2 separate regions of the Mus musculus genome follow, and region 1 is linked to region 2. A link is a contact called in public Hi-C data. All regions are on one chromosome and are shown on one strand. Each heading gives the region's core, a stretch centred on a gene start, on an enhancer-like site or on the middle of the called end of the contact. The rest is flanking DNA. Distances are from core to core; before and after follow the strand shown.

Evidence for each region. A called contact is a pair of places that touch in the nucleus more often than the background predicts.
Region 1: a contact with region 2 is called in a Hi-C map of B cells, with 2.5 times the contacts expected there. The contact joins two enhancer-like sites. A contact is called at or near these places in 12 of 484 Hi-C or Micro-C datasets (B cells, CD4 T cells, CD8 T cells and 6 more) and 6 of 115 datasets of contacts at active chromatin or transcription factors (CD8 T cells, Th17 cells, acute myeloid leukemia and 3 more).

The regions. Positions count from the first base shown.
Region 1 is chr1:106,691,819-106,698,105 of GRCm38.p6, forward strand. All of the region lies in intron 1 of Bcl2 (B cell leukemia/lymphoma 2), which reads right to left. Among named protein-coding and RNA genes, the nearest start is that of Bcl2, 19 kb to the right of the region's middle. Within about 2 kb of position 4,098, at least 47 of the 459 cell types and tissues checked have an H3K27ac peak or open chromatin away from gene starts, as enhancers often do. A contact at or near this core is called in B cells and regulatory T cells, where this site is marked.
Region 2 is chr1:106,556,932-106,562,938 of GRCm38.p6, forward strand. All of the region lies in intron 1 of Bcl2 (B cell leukemia/lymphoma 2), which reads right to left. Among named protein-coding and RNA genes, the nearest start is that of Mir3473f, 13 kb to the left of the region's middle. Within about 2 kb of position 4,305, at least 23 of the 459 cell types and tissues checked have an H3K27ac peak or open chromatin away from gene starts, as enhancers often do. A contact at or near this core is called in B cells and regulatory T cells, where this site is marked.

The DNA of each region.
Region 1 (6,287 bases), core at 2,848-5,347, 130 kb after region 2:
ACACATCTTACCTGCCTTGACCGATACAGCCTTTCTCTTCCCCTCTCCGTGTTTAGGCCACCTCTCATGTCAAGTGACTTCCTGGTTACAATTCACTGCCTTGAAGTTCCAGGCAACTTGTCTTGCCATTCTATATCATGGATGACTGAATCTCAATCAGAGCTTCTCAGCCATGCCTTATAATGCCAAGAACTTGACATGAGAAGATGTTATAAATGTTATACATGCTAACAGTGACAATGCACCTGCTACCCTGACCTTGTTCTTCCCTAACAAGCCTACAAATCCAACAGAAGTTGTACCTTAAAACTAAGCATTAGCTAAAACCTTGGATGGCTATGTCATATTATCCAGCTGTAGACAAGTACACACACACACACACACACACACACACACACACACACACACAATGAAGCTGTCTGATATGTTACCTAAATGTATAACCTACATACACTTCTGAATGGACTGTGTTTGCACAATAGCCTTTGGTAAAGAAAAATGTCCATATGGAGAAGCTTTAGTATATTTTCTTTTTTTTTTCCATTTTTTATTAGGTATTTAGCTCATTTACATTTCCAATGCTATACCAAAAGTCCCCCATATCCACCCACCCCCACTCCCCTGCCCACCCACTCCCCCTTTTTGGCCCTGGTGTTCCCCTGTACTGGGGCATATAAAGTTTGCAAGTCCAATGGGCCTCTCTTTCCAGTGATGGCCGACTAGGCCATCTTTTGATATATATGCAGCTAGAGTCAAGAGCTCCGGGGTACTGGTTAGTTCATAATGTTGTTCCACCTATAGGGTTGCAGATCCCTTTAGCTCCTTGGCTACTTATATACTTAGTATATTTTCTAACAGCCTTCTATCCAATAGGGATAGAAGTTCAAAGGCTAGAATTCTATTCACAGCTCAGCTCTAATTCTGTAGATTAGCAAGTCACCCTGACTCTGCATCTTCCTCTATGAAGATAAGAAAAAGCCTGCCTGACTACTTCAGTGGACAGACAGTGGAATAACTATAGATAGGAACATACTCTGAGGTGGGTTATACAGGATGCTGCAAACATGTAAACTAGACCACATTTGTGGAAAAAGAAAGGTCATCTTTTACAATTCTATATAATTCCCAAACACCAAAGTGAGAAGGTGACTACATTGTATACTGAGATGCTAGAAGTCTCCTCTAATGCTGCCCTACAGAAACCCAATGGGAGCTATATACACCATGTCAATCCTTCTAGTGGTCATATTGAATATATTTTTATTTATACTATCTTTTAAAAAAGCAGTTAATATAAAAATGATACACAAACATGTTTATATAAATATGAACATTTCTGAATTCACTTGTTGATGCCAAGAGTCTTTGAAACTTGACACATGATTTACATGCTCAACCCATCTGAAATGAGACTCACCACACTCACACAGTCAACATGCACAGGGGCCAGCTATCATGTTGGAAGTGGAAAAGCTACAGCCAGAGTTCCACAATTTCACATTTAAGAGGAGAACATGCTAATTTCTTTTCAATACCTACTGCAGTACTTATAGCCGATAAATAATACATGTGCGATGAATAAATGATATATACTATGGCACTGAAATGTTTGGGGGAGAAGAGCAGAAATAAAGGACTTTTTAAAAATATGTTAGTCTGGGTTGACCTTCTCCTGTTCCCCACATATGTAAGTCATGGCCTGTGGCTGTAGACAGAGAAGCTGCAGCTTCAAGATGCAATCCCAGGCATAGCGTCTACTGATGGAGGAAGCCAGAACCCCCCAGCCTTCTTTAAGCTTCACTGCATATGCCCCCTCACTCCAAAGTAACCATATCAAAAAAGCCCAGGTACACAGCTAAAAACAGATGAACATGGGCCCCTGGGCCCTGAATTACTGGGAAATCATTTGCATTCTATTATACAAATTTGCATAAAATCTGGAACCAAGAGAGCTTGGCTAGGTTTGGAAGCCTCACTCTTTTCTCCATGATGCTATGACCACCACTATTTGTCACCATTTACAAAGTGGTCTAGCAAGACAGACCCCCTGTTAGAGTCAACATAAAAGTAAAATCTTCTATGCCCACTTGGAAATTGGCATCCTCTGGGTAAAGGGGTAGGGAGCCCAGCCATATCATATGGCTGCTGCATCGTTTGTTATGACAAGAGTCAATTTACAAGATTCTGACTTATGGCAAGAAAACAGCTTCAGGGGATGTCCTAATGACCCATGACTGTACACATGCCCATGTGCTGGGGAGCTCAGATTTGGGCCTCCAGAACCCTGGAAAACCAAACCCATTACCCCTTATTCCAAAGAGACTTGGCTTCCATCCCCAGGGCAACATTCGCCCAGAGTCATTTCCACCTCTCTGCCAGGTGCATTGAGGTAAAAATTCAAGGTGACTAATGGCCTCTAAACCCACTGAGCCATCTTTCTTTCTCTGGACCAAAGGATGCACCAGTTAAATGAAGTAACACTCAACATGACAGCTAAACAAAGTAAATCACGCAAGGCCAAGTGTAGAAGAGAGAACAGAACACAATCAGACACTATTTTATATTGGTTATTTTTATCTTACCCGCCCAGTTCTCTCTAAGGCTATTCCCCAGGGAAATTCCAGTTTCATTACAAAACTGGTTTCTTGTGCCAGGGGAAAGGCTGTGCTGTTGTTATCATTACCATTGTTATTACTGCTAAGGTCATCTCAGATACTCTGTCTACACAAGATAGATGGTTTCCTAAACAAGCGTCCTGCGGCTGCTCACGTTTGCCCCGAGTCATCACATCCAAGGCCTTGAGAGAAGCAGCTTTCTGGAAACTCAAGTCTGGAACAACAGTAGTAGTGTGTCTACACAAGCTACTCTGGTGCTGGTTAGGTTCAACCCCAGCTTCACCCTGCAATCACTGCCATTAGTCACCTCCCCAGACCATTGGGCCCAATGGCCACTCTGCACTTCCTTTCAGGATAGCTCACAGGTCTGTAATCTACTTCTTTGTTTCTCCATCACAGGCAATGTTGGTATCAGGAACCAGCTTTTTTTTTTTTTTGGTTGCAGGTTCCCTCCGGTGATGTCACCCATAGGGGACAGGGACCCATGCATCTGTTGCCATGGCAATTGCCATACATTCCCAGTATCCATCTGGTTTACCTCTCATGCAAGCGGTTAAATCAGACTAAATAAAAGGCAGACCCTCTTGAACTTTGCCCTCTCTTTTCTCTCTTCTCCCTTCATCTCCATCACCCTGTTTGCCCTCTTCCTTCACAATAAACCTCTCTCATTGGCCTGGTGTGGTGTGTCCAGACTCCAACCGCAATTCTATCACAACAGGTCAGGCCTCCAACCAGGCCAGATGCTATCATACCCTACTGTCCAAAATGGTGGTTAAGGGTCAGTCTATGTGAAGTAGCCTCCCCAGAGCCACTCTAGCTGACACAGAATGCCAGTGACCCTTATAAATAAGTGACTTTATACACAGAAAGAGATAAAGATTCAATGGTAAAGCCAAAACTCCCCCTGTAAACTGCTGTATGCCCACTTGAGAGTTCTCACCTAACTCTCCACTCTAAAGTAAGGTAGGAGAAGAGAAAAAGCACAAAGCAGGTCAGCAAACACTGACTTAAACTCTGCACCCCACTCACCTTCTCTTTCACAGTGAGTTGAAATGAATTGTCTCACAAAGTGGGTTTTTCAGATGGCTGAAGCCTAAACTTTCAAAAAATGTTAACCATTTAGAATGGAGGGGTTTCTGCAAATCATTGCCCTCTTTTTCTGGATTTTCCACCTGTTGCTGTGAGCAATTCCCTTGTCTGGAGAGCGCTGTGCTGAGTTGGGTAGGAGTTGAGAAGGACCTCTGGGGTCCTGAGTCTGCTCCATACACAGGGCTGCAGAAGATCATCAGCCTTTTCAGCTGCCAGGCTGCCCTTCACAGCAGAGTGACATCAGTTTTGATTGACAACTCGCTTGGCCTGAGAAGTGCCGAGGAGTTATTTAAAGCTTAGCTCTAGCATTTCCACAGACAGTTTTAGTGTGAGGGTTCCGACCTCATCAACGGTGCCACCCACTGAATGGGCTGTTGGGAAATAGTGAGAGGCTAGGCATGGCTGAAGGGAGCAGGCCATTGAGGGTAGGATTTGAAAGAATATCTTGCTGTAGCTTCTTCCTCTTTCTGTTCTGCTTCCTGTCATGAGATGAACAGCTTCTTTCTCTTCTCTTCTGCTGCCATGATACTCAGCATCACCATCAGCCCAGAACCAGTGGGGTCAAGAACAATGAGCTAAGCTCTGAACCTGACAATTAAAGTCACTCTTGCCCCGTTTAGTTGTTTCTGTTAGAGAGTTGGCTACACAGCAAGAAAAATACCATCAGACTCTAAAACAATTGTTTTAATAATGTGTAGATCTCTCTCATTTAACTTGGTTTTGGTTTAATGCATTTGCTGTCATGATTGGCTGATGGAAAAACATCAATACTCTTGTGAGAAAATGCCTTGTGAATGCAAATTGGCTAAATTGTTATTCTGCTTTGAAAAGGTGTGGAATAGCCAGGTTTATAGGCAGAGAAAGCAGAGGTTGTTCCCCAGAAAAGGAAAAAAAAAATCAGAGTTATTATTTGATGGGAGGAGACTTTCTTTGGGGATCACACAAGTCCTAGTGATGGAAAATGATGGCAACTGTACAGCATTAAACAGCATTGTTAAAATGACATGGAGCTCAGTGGCAGAGGGCGCACTTAGCGTGGTGGTTTGAATAAGAAGGCCTCCCATATGCTCGTTAGCCACTGGAGAGCAGAACTGTTTAAGAAAGATTAGAAGGATTAGGAGGTGTGACCTTGTTGGAGGAAATATGTCACTGGTGGACTTTGAGATCTCAAAAGCCTAAGCCAAGCCAAGTGGCTCTCTCTGCCACACTCTCTCTGTCTGTCTGTCTCTGCTTGCTGTCTCTCTGTCTGTCTCTCTCGGCCTGCTGCCCGTGCATTTGGATGCAAGCTCTCAGCTACTGCTCCAGCATCATACCTATCTGCCTGTTGCTATACTCCCTGCCATAATAATAATGATTTTAACCTTCTAGAACTGTAAGCAAGTACCCAAATAAATTATTTCTTTTATAAAAGTTGCTATGGTTGTGGTGTCTTTTCACAATAGAAGAGTAAACTAGGGTGCTTAGTGTACTTGGAGTCTCTGGTTCAATACCAAATACCACAAAAAATAATAAAATATGACTTTTAGCTAGGTATGGTAAGTCATGCCATTAACCCCAGTACTAAAGAGGTGAATACAGGAGGGTCTATACAACCTCAAGTATTGCTTCTTCAGTACTCAGAACAGTACAGGTAAGGTCTAGAGCCATCTAAGGCACAGAGTGGAAACCTGTCTCAAAAACAACAAAACCTAGCAAACTCGGTAAATTCTAATACACATACACACACTGTTTCTTTGCAAGTTGGCTAGGGAACGGTGACCGAGTCCGCAGTGGCTCTGGATGTAAATGCTAGCAAGCTCACCCTGCACAGCTGCTGTTGTATGGAACGGCCACCACTGAGCAGAGATTGCTGAAGACATTAATGTGTCTGTAGTTCTGAAAGCTTCCTCCACACAGATTACAGTTCTGTGACAAAAGGTTGCTGTTTCTTGGGTACATCAGGAGGAAACCCAAGAGAACTGAGGTCAAAGCGTGGGACTTTCTTCCTCTCACACCAAAGCCAAAGTCCTCCCCTGTCCTTAAAGCAGCACTTGTTACACACACTCTACTAAAAGATGGGAGACACTGGGAGTGGGAATACACTGGGATAGTCAGGGTTTAAAAAAAATACAGCAGCCTTTTCAATACTACATTGTTGGGTTATTCCTTATAAATTAAAACAAGAATAAACAGTTGGCTAGTTCAGTCACCACCACAGAGGCTGGGCATTTGAGGAGCCTCATGTTGAACTCTGTCTTGCCTAATGAAAGGTTATTATTTTCCCTGGACCTAAATAACAATTTCTCTTCCTTTTTTTTTTTTGGCGTCTTAAGAAATACTATGCTATTCTGCTCTTAAAAGTGTTAACATTAGTTAGGCTTGGAAAAAAACATTTAATTTTGTATTTATCTATGCTTTACTAAAAAAATAATACATGTGATTCTTTTTGTTGACTCTTGAGTTTTACATTCTGCATGTGAACTTGAAGTTATTTAAATTTTCGACTCATCTATGCTTAGTAATGAAGAAATTTATCAATTTAAAAAGAGAGAAAGAGAAGAAAAGAGACATTTGGCCAGGCGTGGTGGTCTGCACCTTTAATCC
Region 2 (6,007 bases), core at 3,055-5,554:
CTCTTTAGTCCCAAGAACTGCTGAGTCCTACCTTCCTGGGACATCAGCCCTCTTCCAGATAGGAGGACCCTGGCAGTGGGTACTGACATAGAACTTGGGCTGCACTTGATGCCTCCCACTCTTGACAGCCCAGAAAATGGTACCATGAAAGACATGTAGTGCTAAGCACTATGGGTGCCAGTTGACAGTGGAAGTCTGACATGACGCTGAGCCTGTGAGCCAGGCTCAGTCTGCTAGAAGTTTATTCTACAGCTGTCTTTAGCCTTCACAGAGTTAAATATTGGTACTGTAATTAACTGAGAGGGATTTTGTTGGATAAAGGAGAGTAACAAAATGGGCTAAGTCTCATGTTTTCTTGGTGTGTTTTCATTCCTGAAACATTCTTAAAACTGTAAGTCTTACAATTTCATGTGCTTTTCATATCCGTTTGAACCTGCAGGATCATTTAAATGTCCTGGGCAGTAATCCCAATCTCCTGAAACACCTGGGAAACAGATGTGTGTACATTAGTGTGTGTGGGTATGTGCATGTGTGTGTGCATGGGTTCCTGCATGTATGAGTGCATATGTGTGTGCATATGTGTGTGCATGTGTGTTTGTGTGAGCATATGTGTATGCATGTGTATGTGCATATGTGTGTGCATGTGTATGTGCGTATGTGTGTGCATGTATATGTTTGTGTGAGGATATGTGTGTGCATGTGTGTGTACATGTATGTGCATGTGTGTGTGTGCATATGTGTGCATGTGTGTGTGTGTGGAATAGGAGGGTTCGGAGTGATAGTTTCACACACCCCCTTGAGACATAAGCCCATAGTTGATGATGACAGGTTTAACCAAGTATGTTTCACTAACTTGGCATGTCATTTGGAAAAGGTAATTATTTTTCTAAAAGTTACTCTAAATTAAAAAAAAAATCACTGTCATTGTGTTTTAGTGCTTTTTTGCTAAGAAAACAAGAAACCCAAAGTTTTAATGTCTGCAAAAAAAGCATTATTTTTCAACTTTTGATTAATCAAGTAGGTTTTTTTTTTTTCTTTTGTGAAACAGGATTCAGCTATGTGTTCCTGGCCTGGCAGCAGTCCTCCTGTCTCAGCCTTCTGACCACTACGATTATAGGTTTGAGCCACCACACTGCCTTTCAAAGCATGACTCTTCACTGTGCTGTCCAGGCTTGGCAGTTCTTTCAACTATCCTGGGTAGATGACTGTATGTGCCAACCTGATGTCCCCAGCAATCCTGTGCTCCAGATAAGCACAAGCCATTGGTCTGACTGGAGACCACTGCTTTCTCAGCTCCTATAAATATCCTGATGATGTACCTTCAGGAACAGACATTAGAATCCCTGGCAGGGTTGTCCAAGTCCCCCCTAGCTATTTGTGTATAAGAACCTACACAATAGCTATATAAGATTCCGGTTCAAATGGAATGAAAGCCATATTTCAACAACACTGAGAAGATGAGTTCATGAAAAACTAGAAGAGCCTTTAGTTCCTGTGATGTGTCCTACGTGTCAGGCAAGCCTACTTATAAGCTCAGTGCTGCTAACTTTTGGTGGCAAGTCACTCCATCTACTAGAGATGCTGTCTGGATTCTTCCCGTTCTTCACACAGTAGAACTAGATATTATCAAGATACTTACAGGGTCCTTTTTGGCTTTGGCCTGAAGGCGGTTCTTACATTCAGTAGAACACTGTGTTCTGTTGAAACCTTACATGTTTTCTCCATGAGCCTTCCCATGTCTGCCTGTCTCTTCTTAGACATGACAGAGAGTGAAACAAGTTGCTCTTTTAGGCTTCAAAAGATTATGGAACTGTCTTTTCTCTTGTTGTTGTTGTTCCATTTTCAATAACTCAAAACTCTTTGGGATCCATTACATCAACCTTGGCAAGTGGGTAGAGCAGCAAACCAGGCTCCCCTAGTTTGGAACCAAAACAAGGATCATTCACACACCCTCTTTCTAGCTTTATCAAGACTAGATTTTTTTTTCCCTTTAGCTGGATGATGTATACATTTAACATTCCAGGAAAAAGGTGTCTGTGATATGAAAGTCATAGTAAATGGAAAGAAAAAAGAAATACAACTACAAAGGATGAGAAATGGTATCAGTTTTAGTATGAAATACTCAGAGAAAAACCAAATTTTAAAAATTACCAGCACCATATAAATGAAATAAGAATATAAGAAAGGACTTGTTATTTTAGAAATTAGCTTGTTCTTTAATCTTTCTGGCTCTTAGACTCTCCCCCTGCCCCCTCTCTTAGATATGGTCCCACTACAAAACCCCGACTGGCCTGGAACTCACTCTGTAGACCAAAATGGTTTCATATTCACAAAGCTCTGCCTGATTCTGCATCTCCAGTGCCGGGACTAATGGTGTGCACCACCTTATATGGCTTGCTGGCTTTCCCTGCTCCCAAATTTGCATTTGGCACTGGACAAGAGAAAACCCCACAGCAATGCAATCATGCTATCCTACTAAGTGGCAATACTATCCTACTAAGTGGCAACTGAGCTCCCAAGTTGCAGACCTATTGCCTAGAACTTAGGATTCCAAAATGACCATTAAATAAAAGTGAACAGATGCCAGAGGTGGGACAGATAATCTTCTCTTTTACTTTGTTATAAAAGTATTTATTATAACTAGAAATAGATAAATGCCATGTTGTGGTTGATAAAGTATGGTCAGATCTATAAGCCAGAGTAACAGCCAACAATTCAGTAGGAAGCTACCACTATGGTTTTGCCTATTTTCACAGATGAACAAGAATATGTCTTTCCCAAAGATACATGCTAATAGTAGACCCAGAACTGAACTCATAGTCTTGACATAATCTCTGTGTCCCATAAGTCATTCTATAACAGGGTCCCCCTCAATATAATATCTAGATAAATGGGCTTGTTTGGAGCCAAAGTATTGTGAATAACTTGAATACAGAGGTTACCTGCTTAGTTGTAACATCTCTGTCTATTTGATAAGTTTAAATTGCAAGAAAAAGAAAACTCATTTATATCCTAAATGTGGGATGACATTGCAGAATTTACTCTTGTTTCTGCCTGTGCCCATTATCCAGTCATCTGCCACCTCCACCCATGTGGAAAGGAGCTGGCATCATTTATATGTTAACAGTGAGCATCTAAACAACAGCATATTAATAACCCAGCCTTCTCTTAAAAGCCTTTTCTTGATGAGATCTCCAGTTTTTCATTCAGGCATGAAAAATCACAGGATCTTGACCTGGCATGGGTGAACAGTGAAGTGGGAGGGGAATGGGACTGGCAATTCCAAGTTCCAGCTTTCTATCTAGTTTCTCTTTGGAATCTAGCCCAAGGGCTGCTTGCATGGCTGTCTGTGCAAAGGGCCCCCTTGACATCAGGACTTCAGTTTCAGGGAGAGAGATTTCCTGTACACAGATACAGTCAGCCCGTTTACTTGGGGCAACCTAAAAGGGAAAGAAGGGGAAATCCGAACTCTGCTCTTAGTTGTGCACAGGACCTACATCAAGAGTTTCTCTCACAAAGTCCTGTGTTCTTGTCTTCCTGCACTTTTTGTGAAGGGAAAAATTAAACGAGGAAGAAAATTCAAAGAAAGGCTACGCACCCCGTAAGGCACAAAGTGAAAGAAAACTGAGTTTTCTGCCCACTGGGCAATGGGGTCATTTTCCTCTTTTATTTCAATGTTCACCTCTTTTATTATTATTATTATTATTATTATTATTTCTCTTGCTTCGCCATTTTACCTCTTAGCATTTTTCTTTCTTCCCATACTCGTTTCTGGAATTAGGATCCTCCCTTGCCTGTCAAAACATCACTACTATGCCTTCCTGCCTGCTCTTTGCCCCCTCTCCCAAGGCTGCCATGAATTCTGGAACCAAACTCCTGTTCGGCCTTCTAGGGAGCTGCTGGACCCTCACTCACCCACTGTCTCTGTGTGAGGCTGAAGAGATAGGTTAAGTAAAATTCCAAAACAAAGTTGAATCTGGGTCAGCAAGGTGACTCAAGAGATAAGTGTGCTTGTTGTCAAATCTGGTAACCTGAGTTTGATCCTTGGGATTCAAGGTAAGCGACACCTCTACCCCAGTGCACACAAGTGAGTGAGTGTGATTAAAAGCAAGCAAGCAAACAAACAAAAGACGGAAAGAATGCAACTGGAAATGCAGTGCTTTAGAAGAGTTACCAGGCTGGGGAGGGGAGGGGAGGGCTGGGCTGGGCTCCCCAGCAGGCCCTGGGTAATTCCTGTCCTCAGTTTGACAACACTCAGGGTTCGCTGAGTATGCAAACAGGCTGCTGCTCATCCTGACTACACTGAGGTCTCTGCGCAGTTTCCATAAATTACTCCTTCAGTCATCTTGGTTTCCTCTTCTGCAGGGCGACACGGGGGCACTCCCCGCCACTTTCATCTCTTCCATTGCCAAGACAGCTTTTCCCCATGCCTGTGCATTTTCTATAAATTAGCCACACAGATTAGTCAAATTAAACTGTCTAGATTTCCCCCCAAAACTCCCATCCTCATCTTGACGGGGTATATGTGGCCCTAAGTTACTCTCACCTCCACTTTCCCACACCATCTGGTCTCCACTGACTAATGCTCAGGCCAGCAGCATCTAATGGGCGTGTTATACAGACCGATCCCCGGGGGTGGACATAAGGGGAAACACAAGTATTCTCCGTCTGGTGATAGACTAGTGCGTGTGAGGTCAGAAGGGCAGGGGAAGGAAGAACATCCTGCCATACAAGTGCAGGGACAGGGGTACTTGTGTCCACAGGGAAGTTGTGTGCAGAGGCAGGGGTACTTGTGTGCACAGGGAAGTTGTGTGCAGAGGCAGGGGTACTTGTATGCACAGGGGATGCTAGTGGCCCAGCCTGACATTTAGGTATTAAACAAATTCTCATGGAAAAGATAATTGAGATGAAAGTTGGTACTTATTACATTTCTGTCAGTCCAACCCCAATTTCTCATAGATCCTAGTCATGTGGATCCTGCTAATTTCCTTGGCAGCCCCAGATAAAGTTCTTAATGTGATTTAAGTCCCTTGGAGATTAGCACTATTATAAATATAAATGTTCAAACACAAGCAAGTTGTAACCAAATGCCCACTACACACTGGCTTTCTGTTAGCTGGAGGCTTTCAGGGGGGTATGGCTAAACGGACTCACTGGCTGATGTCAAGGCAGGGTTTCTTCTCACAGGAAGCAGCCAATATGGGTGTTAACTTGTGTATGAAATGTATAGAAGTTGGAAGAACAGCCTGGATGACAATCAGAAAACTACTAATTCAGAACTTCAAGCAAGGGTTTGGGTAGGGGACTCTAGGACTGTGATCAGAACGGGCTCTGCTTGCGGCCAACCTGCAAACCTCACCTTCATGTTCCAATTAGTTTGCATTGCTTGCACATGATGCCACCTCCTTCCCATCACCAATAGCTATAAATAGATATCAACTTGTTTGTTTATCTAAGAGAAAATAAGGTTTGAATGCTTAGAATCTGCATTTGACACCAAACCAGTGTGACTGTTTAGAGCACAGAATCTGTACACCTCGCCCAACCAGGGTTTTGATGTGGTCATCACTCACCTAGTAGAGCTGTCCCCTGGCAACACCTTGTTTGCCCAATTTGAGGTGCTCAAAAATATAAAAACATTCCTGTTTTTAGAAAATTCTAAAATGAAAGGTTATTTCATCAACTTGCCCAAATGGAGCACAAATATCCACGGCCTGTTTGCTTCCTCTCAGTTGAGAAACTATTTTACTTGGCCTTTGACTCTGTGACCTTCCTTTTCCACATTGGGAGAAATTTGGGTCTGGGGGAGAAGGAGGGAAGAAGGGAGGGGGAGAGAAGAAGAAAGAGATAGATGGAGAGAATGAGGTGAGAACCAGTCAGACTTGATTCTGAACTTGGTGTTCCTAGGGCATACTTGCCTCTTGCATTCTTGGCTGAAGGTACAGTTATCGAAGGGGAGGGAATCAAATGAAGAAATAACGGAGTATTATTACCTGGCCAGCCTGTT